2 separate regions of the Mus musculus genome follow, and region 2 is linked to region 1. Evidence: chromatin contacts called from public ChIA-PET data. All regions are on one chromosome and are shown on one strand. Each heading gives the region's core, a stretch centred on a gene start, on an enhancer-like site or on the middle of the called end of the contact. The rest is flanking DNA. Distances are from core to core; before and after follow the strand shown. Region 1 has its middle 300 kb from the start of Gm29686. Region 2 overlaps Cblb (Casitas B-lineage lymphoma b).

What was found. ChIA-PET counts read pairs in DNA pulled down with a chosen protein or histone mark.
Region 2: an RNA polymerase II ChIA-PET map of memory CD8 T cells shows a contact between it and region 1, with 283 read pairs. The contact joins two enhancer-like sites. A contact is called at or near these places in 4 of 484 Hi-C or Micro-C datasets (CD8 T cells, Th1 cells, Th2 cells and 1 more) and 7 of 115 datasets of contacts at active chromatin or transcription factors (CD8 T cells, effector CD8 T cells, large pre-B cells and 3 more).

What each region holds. Positions count from the first base shown.
Region 1 is chr16:51,688,152-51,693,997 of GRCm38.p6, forward strand. No RefSeq gene overlaps it. Among named protein-coding and RNA genes, the nearest start is that of Gm29686, 300 kb to the right of the region's middle. Within about 2 kb of position 2,895, at least 31 of the 459 cell types and tissues checked have an H3K27ac peak or open chromatin away from gene starts, as enhancers often do. A contact at or near this core is called in CD8 T cells, Th1 cells, Th2 cells and 4 more, where this site is marked.
Region 2 is chr16:52,177,800-52,183,645 of GRCm38.p6, forward strand. Cblb (Casitas B-lineage lymphoma b) reads left to right here. Exons shown (of 18, transcript NM_001033238.1): 14 at 5,413-5,559. Among named protein-coding and RNA genes, the nearest start is that of Gm23513, 76 kb to the left of the region's middle. Within about 2 kb of position 3,607, at least 68 of the 459 cell types and tissues checked have an H3K27ac peak or open chromatin away from gene starts, as enhancers often do. A contact at or near this core is called in CD8 T cells, Th1 cells, Th2 cells and 4 more, where this site is marked.

The DNA of each region.
Region 1 (5,846 bases), core at 1,645-4,144:
TTAGAATGAATATAGGTAATAAATATACATCCTTAGCATGAACAATTTTCATTCTTTGTGCTCCTCCATCTGTCTGTCTCTTGTTGCATGCTTTTACTCTTGATCTCTTGCTCTCTGAACAAAAAACTTAGGGATACAGAAGATGTTGCATTGTATACTCTAAGAGACTAGTATATGTGAAATACTTTGTTATATAATTTAGACCAATGACTGTTGTACTTTAGTATGTTCCTTAAAACCAGGAGCAGTCACTACTAAGATGTCCTGAAGAGGTACTTTCCATTACTACATTTAAATCGTTCTCTGTGCTGAAACAATCTACCTCTACTTTAGGCTTAAAACCCATTGTATTAGCTAGGGTCTTATTGCTGTGAAAAGATGCCATGACCAAAGCAACGCTTATAAAACATTTAATTGTGCCTGACTAACAGATTTAGAACTTTAGTTCATTATCATCATGGTGGGAAGTATGGCAGACATGGTGCTGGAGAAGGAGCTGAGAGTTCTGCATCTTGATCCAAAGGCAGCCAGAAGGAAACTGTGCCTTACACTCTGGGTGTAGCTTGAGCACATATGAAGCCTCAAAGCCCATCCTAAAGTGACACACTTCTGCCAACAAGGCCAAACCTACTCCAACAAGTCCACACCTCTTAATAGTTCTATTTACTATGGTTCCCCATTGGCCAAGCATTTAAAAACATGAGTTTATGGGGGGGGGGTGTCATACCTATTCAGACCACCATATTCCATTCTCTATAGCCATAACATAATGCAAAAGGCATTATTCCAACTTCAAAAGTCCCAATAGTCTATCACAGTCCCAACAATGTTTAAAAGTCCTAAGTATTTTCTGAGATTCATGCAATCTCTTAATTGTAATTTACTATGAAATCAAACTGAAAAAGCAAATCACATACTTCTAACATATCGTGGCACAGGATTAATATTACTGTTCCAAAATGTAGGGAAGGCGGCATAGAGAGAAAATACTGAACCAAAACATGATCAAAAATCAGCTGGGCAAACTCTAAACTCTGCATCTCCATCTAATGCCAAAATGCTCTTCAGATCCCCAACTCTTTTCAGCTTTGTTGATTGAAACACACTTCTTTCTCAGGCTGGATCTACTCCATATTAGATGCTTTCTTCTGCAGGTATCCCATAGCTCTGGTAATTTTATTCTCTTGGATTCTCCAAGGCAATATAGGATTTACTTTCTCACTACGGCCTCTCTGAGTCTCCATGAAGGGACACATCTGCCACATGCTTTGCCTCAGTGACTTTCCTTAGTCTCAGAGGTAGATTTCATAACCCCTTTCTTTAATCCTTGACTCTCAAGTTAGACCCACATGACTGAAGCTGCCAAATTCTGCTGCTTGCTAGGAATAGAACATCACCCATTTGTTCAATTACATCATCACAAGCTTTCTGTTTTTTTTAAACTTTTTTTTTTCAAGACAGGGTTTCTCTGTGTAGTCCTGGCTGTTCTGGAACTCACTTTGTAGACCAGGCTGGCCTCAAACTCAGAAACCCACCTGCCTCTGCCTCCCAAGTGCTGGGATAAAAGGCTTGCGCCACCACACCGGGCTCAAGCTTTCTGTTTTTTAATGATTTCCTTCACTAACTAAGCTTGTCTGCTCTAGAACTTGTTCTGTAGACCAGGAAGACCTTGAACCTCAGACATCTGCATACCTCTGTCTCCTGTGTGTTGAAATTAAAGAGGTATACAACATGGATTGAAGCTTTTCTTTATTTATTTTTTCATAAGATGGAACCTTAGCAAATGGGATCTTGTCCTGAGGCATCACTCCCTTAATTCCATTTAATATTTTTAATCTGTTTATCTCTTTGAACTCAGGATTTAGCTACATTCCTGGTTCCCCGTTAGCACTTGTACAATACATTTTGTACTTTTCCTTTCTTGTTACATTTCATCAAATTTATCTTCATAAAAGTGAACCATAGTCTATGCTAGGCTGTTTTGAGATTTCTTTTGCTAATGCAATTAATAAAAAAACAACAAAAAAAAAAAAACAAAACTCTTCACCTTAGCCTCAGGCAAACTCTTAAGACAAGAGCAAAAAAGCAGCCACATTTTTCACCAAAATATTATAAGAATAATCTCTAGGCAACAAACTAAAATTCTTCTCAATTGAAAATTCTTAAACCAGGTTCACATAGTTTAAATTATCATCAATACCACTGTCTTCCATGTTTCTACTAGTATGGCCCAATAAACCCCATTTAAAGTATTCCACTATGTTCCTAATCCAAAGTCCCAAAATTCCTCTAAACCAAAGCATTATTAGGCCTATCACAGCAATACCCCAGTTCCTGGTATCAACTTCTGTCTTAGGGTTTTATTGCTGTGAAGAGACACCATGACCAAGACAACTCTTCTACACATTTTAAAAACATTTTGAGGGGGCTGGCTTACATTTTCAGAGGTTTAGTCCCTTATCAGCATGGTGGGAAGCATGGCAGAATGCAGACAAACTCAGTGTTAGAGAAGAAACTGAGAGTTCTACATTTTGATTCACAGGCAACAAGGAGAAGATAGTGTCTTCTACACAGGGTGTAACTTGCGTGTATATGACACCTCAAAGCCTACCTCCACAGTACAACATTTCCTCCAACAAAGTTACACCTATTTCAACAAGGCCACACCATCTAATAGTGCCACTCCCCGCAGGCCAAACATTTAAACACATGAGTGTATGGGAGGGGCATACCTATTCAAACTCCTACAACCATCATATTGTAAAGACAAACTAGGCTCATTCTTATTTATGACTAAGTCTCTGTTTCTCAAGAACTGGGCTATGTCCCACCTGTAACCTCAGCTACAAATGGTTCTGTACTGCCTGTTTCAGGAAACCGCAACCACATTTTGTTTCAAAACCATCTTGAAAGCATACCTTTGTTTCAAAAGATTGTGATGACTATCTTGTTAGGACCATCTTGCTATCATGTCTGTGTTTCAGGAGATCATTATGACTAACTTGTTACGTTTATGTTCTGCTCCGGTATCCCTGTCTATTTTGCCTATTTGGAAACCCCCTACCTCTGAGCTATGCAACCTTGTCATCTCACATCCAATGCTGATTTCTTAAACCTTACCTTAGGGGGAGGTAGATCTTGAGAGTTTAAAAAGCCTGCTCTAATTACTTACTTCCTTGATTTAATTAATTGGAGCATGATGATTTGGATCTGTGGTATTCCTCCTAGAAACTTTGGGATTAACATCTGTTCTAGTGAGATAGGTAAAATAAAATATTCTCTTGTTTTCTTTTGCTCAGATTTCTGCCTTCTGTTCTCCAATAGCCAAAAAGAAAAAAAAAGTGCCTTAATAAAATATGCCTCTAAGTAAACTGATTCAGCAGAAACATGGATATTGGTCTCCAGAACAGATTTCTAGCAAGCCCTACTTTACTCATGAAAAGAGCTGAATAAAAGAATGAAAACAGAGTACAATGCACACAATTATGTTTGCTAAGGTTAGCCTCTGAGGTTAACCATCTACAAAGACAAAAACATATACAAAGTGTTTTAAAAGCAGTCCTTAAGCAGTTCTAAATTTTCTTTTCTTTTTCTTTTCTTTTTCTCTTCTTTTTCTCTTCTTTTTCTTTTCCTTTTTAACAGTTCTCTTAGTCATAGTCCTTTAAAAGCAAAAAGTATTATTTAAGGCAGAATTTACACCCATATATAAATTCATGGGCCTGATAGTATGGTATTATTAAACTTGATACCACTGATATTAACCTAAATGGCACAACATTGAACAAAATATTCAATGAATTCTGGATTATGATAAAATGACTTTATCGTTAATTAATCCAACATCTGGAATTTTCACCAACATTTATTAATTCAGTAGGTTCACACTTGCTAAATTTCAAGAGTTTTAAATAAAATCCCAGACATCCTATCAACTCACTAGGGTAGCACTATAGTTTCACAAAGAGCACTTCAGTCAGAAACAAACAGCAGTCTCAAAGGATCAAGATCCTTGTCTCATGTAAATATAACTAAAGGAACTTGCTAGAGGGAAAATAGAAGAGATTAGTTTAAAGAAACAGAGGCTGAGTACTTCAGATTAATAGAGTTTAATATGTAGAAGTATCTGGGTCAATTATATCAATTGATTAGATTTCCACTGAGAATGCCTCAAAGGTTTAATATTTGCATCAATCATTACATTTACAAAATGGGGAAATAGACAAATTTCTAACATCGAAGTATCTTATAAAGAGTGAAAGCCAGGATTTGCTGGCTTCAGAGTTTCCATCTCAGAATTTCCTTCTCTGCTGGTAGATCAATAAAAGTCCTTCTCCCATTGAGAGGAGAGTAGCTTCCTGATCTTGTGCAAATACTTAGCTACAGCCAGAATATCCTGGTGTTGTTGACTCCATATAATATGCAGTCACTTAACTAACCAGGGAATGAAGAAGTGGGAATCTATGGCCTCTCAGGAAGTTATTGTGCAATGGTTCAGATCTCTTCTGTGATGTAAAACAGTAAACAAGAAGGGCAAAACCAAGGAGCACTTTAGGAACCAAAGACTAAAGAAGCTTCCAATTGCCTAGCTTGATTAAAGCGAGAGGATGCAAGCCTGAAGGAATAATGACAGAGAAGAACGTAAAGAAGGCTAATGGTCTGGGATGCATAGTCTTGTGAGTGGAAGAGAAAGCCTCCCTTTTGTATATGATTTTTATCTACAGCATTTACTACAAGTACTTCAAGTTATCTTCAAGGAATCAATAGACAAAGAGATTCAGTCCACTTACTCCCAACCTGTCTGAAATATACATTGGCCTCAAAATCTCACATGCCTGTTTTCTTTGAATAAAGTAAGTTGTAAAGTCAAATTTCTCACTAATACTTAGGCAAATATTGGTAATAATAGTGGGTATTTAGGATAAAGTTTGTTTTTAGAGTTAATATATCTATTTAACAAAAATGACTCCAGCTAAGCGAATGCAGGGATATTCAGAGACAAAATCAGGTGAGTCCATGGCAGGGCTGGCCAGACATGGAGAAGAGTGCAAAAAGGTCCATACTTATCATCATGAACAAAACTCAACAACAAGTGAATCAAAAACCTCAATATAAGACGAGATGCACTGAATCTGATAAAAGAGAAAGTGGGGAATAATCCTGAGCTCAATGTTACAGAAAAAGACTTCCTGAATTGAACACGAATAGCACAGTCAATAAGAACAAAAATTAATAAATGGGACCTCCTAAAACTGAAAATAAAAAAAAATAGTAAAGAACACCATCTTTGGGACAATGCAGTAGCCTATAGAATGGAAAAAGAGTGTATTAGGTGCATATCCAGATGGAAAGCTAATATCCACAATAGAGAGAGGACTCAGAAAAACCTGCATAACAAGAAACAAATAACAAAATTGAAAAATGGGGTACAGATCTAAACAGAATTCTCAAAGAGGATGCACAAATAGCTAAGAAATAGTTAAAGAAATGTCCAATGTCCTTGTCATCAGGGAAATGCATACCAAAACTGTCTTGGTATTTCATCCTACACCTGTCAAAATGGCCAATATCTTTGAAACAAATGACAGCTCTTGCTGACAAGGATTTGGAGTAAGGAAACACTCATTCGTTGCTAGTGGGAAGGCAAATTTTTGCAACCACTGTGAAAAGGAATGAAGGAATCTAGCAATTCCTCAAGAAGAAGGAATCTATCTACCTCAAGATCTAGCTATAATACTCTTGGGCCATGTGGTGGTTTGAATATGCTTGGCCTATTAGGGGCTGTGGCCTTGCTGGAGTAGGTGTGTCCTTGGAGGAAGTATGTCACTATAGGGGTAGGCTTTGAGACC
Region 2 (5,846 bases), core at 2,357-4,856, 490 kb after region 1:
CAGTGATAGTAACAGTTAGGAAGATATGAATTTTCGGCATTTGATACTGGCCCTTGATGCCTATTTTCTTGAGGGCAGAGGATATCCTGTGAGGTTTCCATTCAGGCCAGTCTTCATCTGGGTGATTATGTGACTCTTTCTACACACTTTATAATTTATTTCTGAAAATATGGTATCATAAAGTGATAGTGAAAAGAAACAGTCGCTGTTTGAATAGATACTCCATTTTCTGAATTTTTTAAAAAATAGATTCTACATAACATTGGCACTATCAATATAAAGCTTTAAGTAAAAACTTGAAATGTAGATATTTATTATAACTTTTTAGAAGAGAGAACAAAAAGTTCCTTGTGTATTATTTTATTTTATAATTAAATTATAATGTATAATATGTACTTTACATATATATGTAGTATTTTATTACATATATGCTTACTAAATTATATCCAACTAATTTGATTTTTAAGTTTAATGAGATGGAAGACTAAACAATTGAAATGTTTATTGTCCTTGGCACACTATACTATCAAATGAACACATATGATATTATAGATAATAAGGTAGTGAATCCATCCAAGTAAAACAACACTGTAGAAAGCTGAGGAATAATTTCTTTATGCTTTGCTGTTTACATGGGGACAATTGTAGTTTTGGCATATTAATCACAAGCTGTCGAATACCTTGGAACCAAAGCTACTTGGTTCATGCTTTTCCTAACGGTCCTCTGTCGTGGGAGGTGGTGACGTTTGTTGTTGTTGTTACACATCTCTTAATTAAATAAGGTACTAAATTTGGGAGGTTCGCTGAAAAGAAAATCCAATTTTTGCCCAGCTCTCTAGTTTTTGTTCTGTTGCTGTGCTCAGCTGAGACTTGCGGGGGGCCAGATGGGGCAAGATCCAACTCCCTTCCCCTTCGGAATGGGTGCTCTAGTTAAGGAAAAGAAAGTGAGAAGAAAGTCAGTTAACCACTTAGCGGTAATCTCCGGTAGGAAAATCAGACGTGGGGCAGGATGACTAGTGACACACAGACTGTCACTCTAGATGTGGTCCTGAGGAAAGACCTCTCTGAAAGGCGCTTTTAAAGCAGTAAAGCAAGGGAGAGAGCCCAGCTGTGCGTGAAAAGCCTGACCCTGGGGCACCGGGGTGCAGCTGTCCTAGCTGTCTCCAGGTTTTCAGCAAATCTGTGAGATCGCTCGCAGTCAAAGCTTAGTCCAAAGCTGCAGGCTGCAGCAAGCTCACCTTTTCCTGATAGTGTGAAAAGCACCCTCTCAATCATTGTAATACTCATGCCAGGGTTTTGGGCAAATGACTTGTGTGCTGCAGACACAAGATAATCTTGTCGAACATCACTGTTTGTTTTGCTGGCTCTTTGGGCTTTGGTTTGTCTGAATTGGAGATGTTTTCTGTTCAGGTAAGAACAGTGTAGCACATGAAACATGAAATAAAACATGGCAGCTTGAGCTTTTATTTAATAAAAACATGTATATCTTTACTTTCTGCCATTAGTTGCTTGAACAGAGATCTTCTGATATGGGAAGCAAGTAAAATGGCATATTATTTAAAATGCTTTTCTGTCCATGAAAGGTTCTGAAAATTGTTGCTCTCTCTCCTTTTTTATCGGCATGGTGATTTTCCTTGCTAATACCCCCTCATTATTTTTATTTAAAAGCTTGTAAGTGCTCAGTTACGTGCAAAGTAGGGTAATCCTTGATGGCCTCAAGGTCTTCCCTTAAACATGTTGCAATTGTAGACAAAAACAGTAAAATAACAGTATAGGAAACACATCAATAGAAGGACATATGCTAAATACATATAACCGAAAAGGTCAAAGAAAATTACTGAATTTGTTGCCAGTTTCATGGGGATTTTTATAGACACTGAAATATGAAGGGGTCTGCTTTTTGTTTTCGGAGAAAAGTTGGTGTGTCAAGGGTTGCTCCAATTAGGAATGAAAACCACTTGAAGAGGGTGATATTTGAGGTCCATTATCAAAGTAAATGGTAATGGCATGTGCAGTCAGTCTGCCCTGTGGTTATTCTGGGAGTAGGCAGTTCTTGGGAGGAATATGTTTGTGAACCTTCAGCTTTGAAAGGTGGCCTCAGAAAGTATCACCGTGATGGAAATAGACCTCTTTCTCAACATGGCGAATGTGCCTGCACACTCAAGCCAGTGAGTCACCATGAGGATAGGAAGGCTCAGATGAGTTTCAAGTTAAGGGGATAATGGTTTTGCAACCTGGAAAAATGTACCTCCTGTGCTATGACTCAGGAACAGCAGCAGAATGGAAGAGGTAGCAGGAATGTGGAGTCATATAACAGTGTAAATGTGTGTAAATGGATGCAAATGGCTTGGTATCTTTCCTTTGGAGCCAGCCAGATAGCTGTCCTACTTTGTTCCTCCGGGACCCTGGAGGAACACAATGAAAATAATATCTTTCCCTTAAGATATACCAGTGACTGACTGAGTCTCCATGTCCCTAAGTCCACCATCTAGATAACATACACACAGACAGTGACTCTGTGTCTAGTTATGCTGACACCTGTTGACTCATAGGCTATACAAAAGTTTGGATACAATGCATAGACTTTGGGTCAGCTTGATCTCTCTGACTTTTTTATTTACAAGTTCTTTATGATAAAATTTTAATAAATATTAAAACATTAACCTAAGAGAAAATAGTGAACTTTCTTACAAGACTTTATTAAAATGATAAGTAGAAAATACCAGGATGGGCTGGTGAGATGGCTCAGTGGGTAAGAGCACCCGACTGCTCTTCCAAAGGTCCAGAGTTCAAATCCCAGCAACCACATGGTGGCTCACAACCATCCGTAACGAGATCTGACTCCCTCTTCTGGAGTGTCTGAAGATGGCTGCAGTGTACTTAAATATAATCAATAAATAAATCTTTAAAAAAAATACCAGGATGTATTTTTTATATTTCAATACAAATGGCACATAGCTTTCTTAACTTCTAGTTATAACTCACCAAGATCCATTCAACCTAATAAAATGTCTAACTAGTAGCTTCTAAAACTGAACCCTTAGTTTTTGATAAAATGATAGATAATTATTGCCTTTCATATTTACATCAGATGCTCTCTGACTAACAAAAGAGTGAGTGGTATTTAGCCAGGCAAGATCTTCTGTCAATGAAGGGTAGCATCCAGAGCTAACCACAACAGGTGTGGTTTGTTTGTTTTTTTTTTTAATTGTTTATTTCTTGCACTGACAAGATGGTTTCTTGCTACAAGGTCTGATCACCTGAGTTGAATCCCTGGGAACGGCAAGATAGGAGAGAGTAAGAACTGATTGCCACAAGTTGTCCTTGACCTCCATCCATACCTTGGCATGAGCACACACATCCCAATACATACTATATGTTATGCAAATTAAAAACAAGTATTCTTCCTTCAGAGTGAAGTGCTTCTTGGAAATCATTAAATTATTGAAGTAACCTGTAAGACAGATTTGAACTTCCACCTCTTGATGTAGTTATTGAATATTAAGTCAAAGGTCCCTTTTGTCTCTGAAGTATTTACTTAAGTGGTATGTATAGAGATGGTGTTCACTGAGACTGGAAGCAGAGCAGGATGAGGATGGGAACATGCAGGGCCCACTTCCTCTGCCTATAGAGACGTCCTGGTCTTTGCAGAGGTTGGTGAGATTGATGTCTGTCTCCAAGAATTTAGTGTTTGCAAGAAAATACAGTTATTTCTATCCTAACCATATTAAAACACCATCAAGTCATCATTTTGAAACATCTTTACTTTTGTCACCTTTAGTTGCAAGGTGTGTCTTCTAGGATTCAACTAGAGTGACTATAACACTATTGTTTGTTTATGAATTTCATAGCCTGTGTTCTGGGCTGTGTAGAGACCCCTCTGCTACTACAACAAAGCTTCAGGTTACCATTAACTGACATTTGGATCCTGAAGTATCTCTTAACAAACAGAGCTTTAAAAATCAATACTGAAAACTTCTTCAAAGACAAACTAAAAGTATAAGCTTTTGAAAACTCCCAAGGGAAGGTTTTCCGTGATCTCTGAATACAGTTGAAACTTTAAATATGAGCACACACATACATGCACACACACACACACACACACACACACACACACACACACACACACACACATACAAAACACCTCTGACATTTTTTTCTATTATAACGGGTGTTCAGCCACACTGACCCAAAAGTGAAATCATTATAGAAAGTTCTCCAAAATCCAAAGCTTTTTTGAGGATTACATGAGGGATACGACTGGTAAAGTCTGCAACTGTTCCAAAATTTGAGGGGAAAAAATAATCTGAAAAAATGTTTTAGTCCCAAGAAGTTCAGACAGGGACACTCAGCTCTCGGAGAGAAGAATACAAAATGAAAATGAAACTTTGTGGTGAGAAGAAATGAAAATGGAAAAAGAAAAAAGACAAAAAGCCACATAGGCATCGACTGCCTCACGTACCAGAGGGCTCCTGCTCCCTCTGCCGAATGTGCTGGAACATTACACTGTTTTGTGTTTTTTTTTTTTTTTTGGGGGGGGGGGAACATTTTCCGTGAAGTTTATAATAATTAAAGTGGCTTGGATCCGAGTTTTTCTAGTGTCTTGCAAACTAGCTGTCTTTCTACCTGTTGGCCAAGTTGCATTTTAACATTTTTTTTTTTGGACTGTTGTCTTGGGCAGTAGCAAAGGTTAAATTAAAACCCACACAGGAAGTAGAGTACTTTTCAATTTTATTTTATATATTTTCCCAAATGATCAAGTAAAATGCTCAAATCCACCACGGTATCCCGCTAAGTGTTTTATTCGTTGCAGTTAGGTATTACACTTAGGTATCATGAGTTACAAAAACAATCCATCTCAAAGATTTATTTCTGTCATGATCGGCTTCTAATTGTGGACACGTTTCGTTCTTAATTGTTGCAGTGGGAGGAACTCTAGCACTACAGTTATAAGTTGACAAGATAGTTAAATTTCTCTCATGTATGGCTTTTTTAAAACTATGGGTATTAGCCATAGACCAGTTTGAACCTTTAAAGAACCTCTTGTTTCCAGTTGATTTCAGTGTATCCTTATCACTTTTGCTGATTTCCAGTACATGGGAGGGAGCAATTAACATTTTAATAGCTTGGACTTGAATAATTGTACACATCTTATGTTAAAGCTTTATTTATAAAACCCTTTCATTTTCGTAATTTTCATTTTTTTCTTAGTTCACCCTTAAAAACCACAGGTATGAATATCTTATCTTAACATTTCAAGGCCTTCCATTTCTATTGGATGTAAGAACAGTTTACAGTTGAAAACTTCCAGTGACAAAGCAGTTTCTTCATTGTTCTATGTCACATCAGACCTTCCTGCTCTGGTATTTATGATGCTTAAACCAGATTGGATTTTCTTTTCCCTCTTGGTAGGTGTACTGGTCCATTAGCAAATTGTCTCTCAGAGAAAACTAGAGACACGGTAGAAGATGATGACGATGAATACAAGATTCCTTCATCCCATCCTGTGTCCCTGAATTCACAACCATCTCATTGCCATAATGTCAAAGCTCCTGTTCGGTAAGAAGATGAGCATCTCTGTATCATCCTGCATCGGCATAAGCATCGTCATGCTGTCAAACGTGGGGGTTGTTTCTATGCGGTTCAATAGTATGTGATTGGTTAAAAATCCTGTTCCTTGCCTAGCCTGTAGTTCCTATATATTTCCTTCATTGCTTCCACATAAAAGATTTTGTTGCCTTCTTCCCCACCCCCACAAAAGGCCAAATTACAATCTAATAAAAAGGAGCTATACGTTACATATAATGATGATTAATTCATGCATTTCCCCTAAGATATTTTAATGA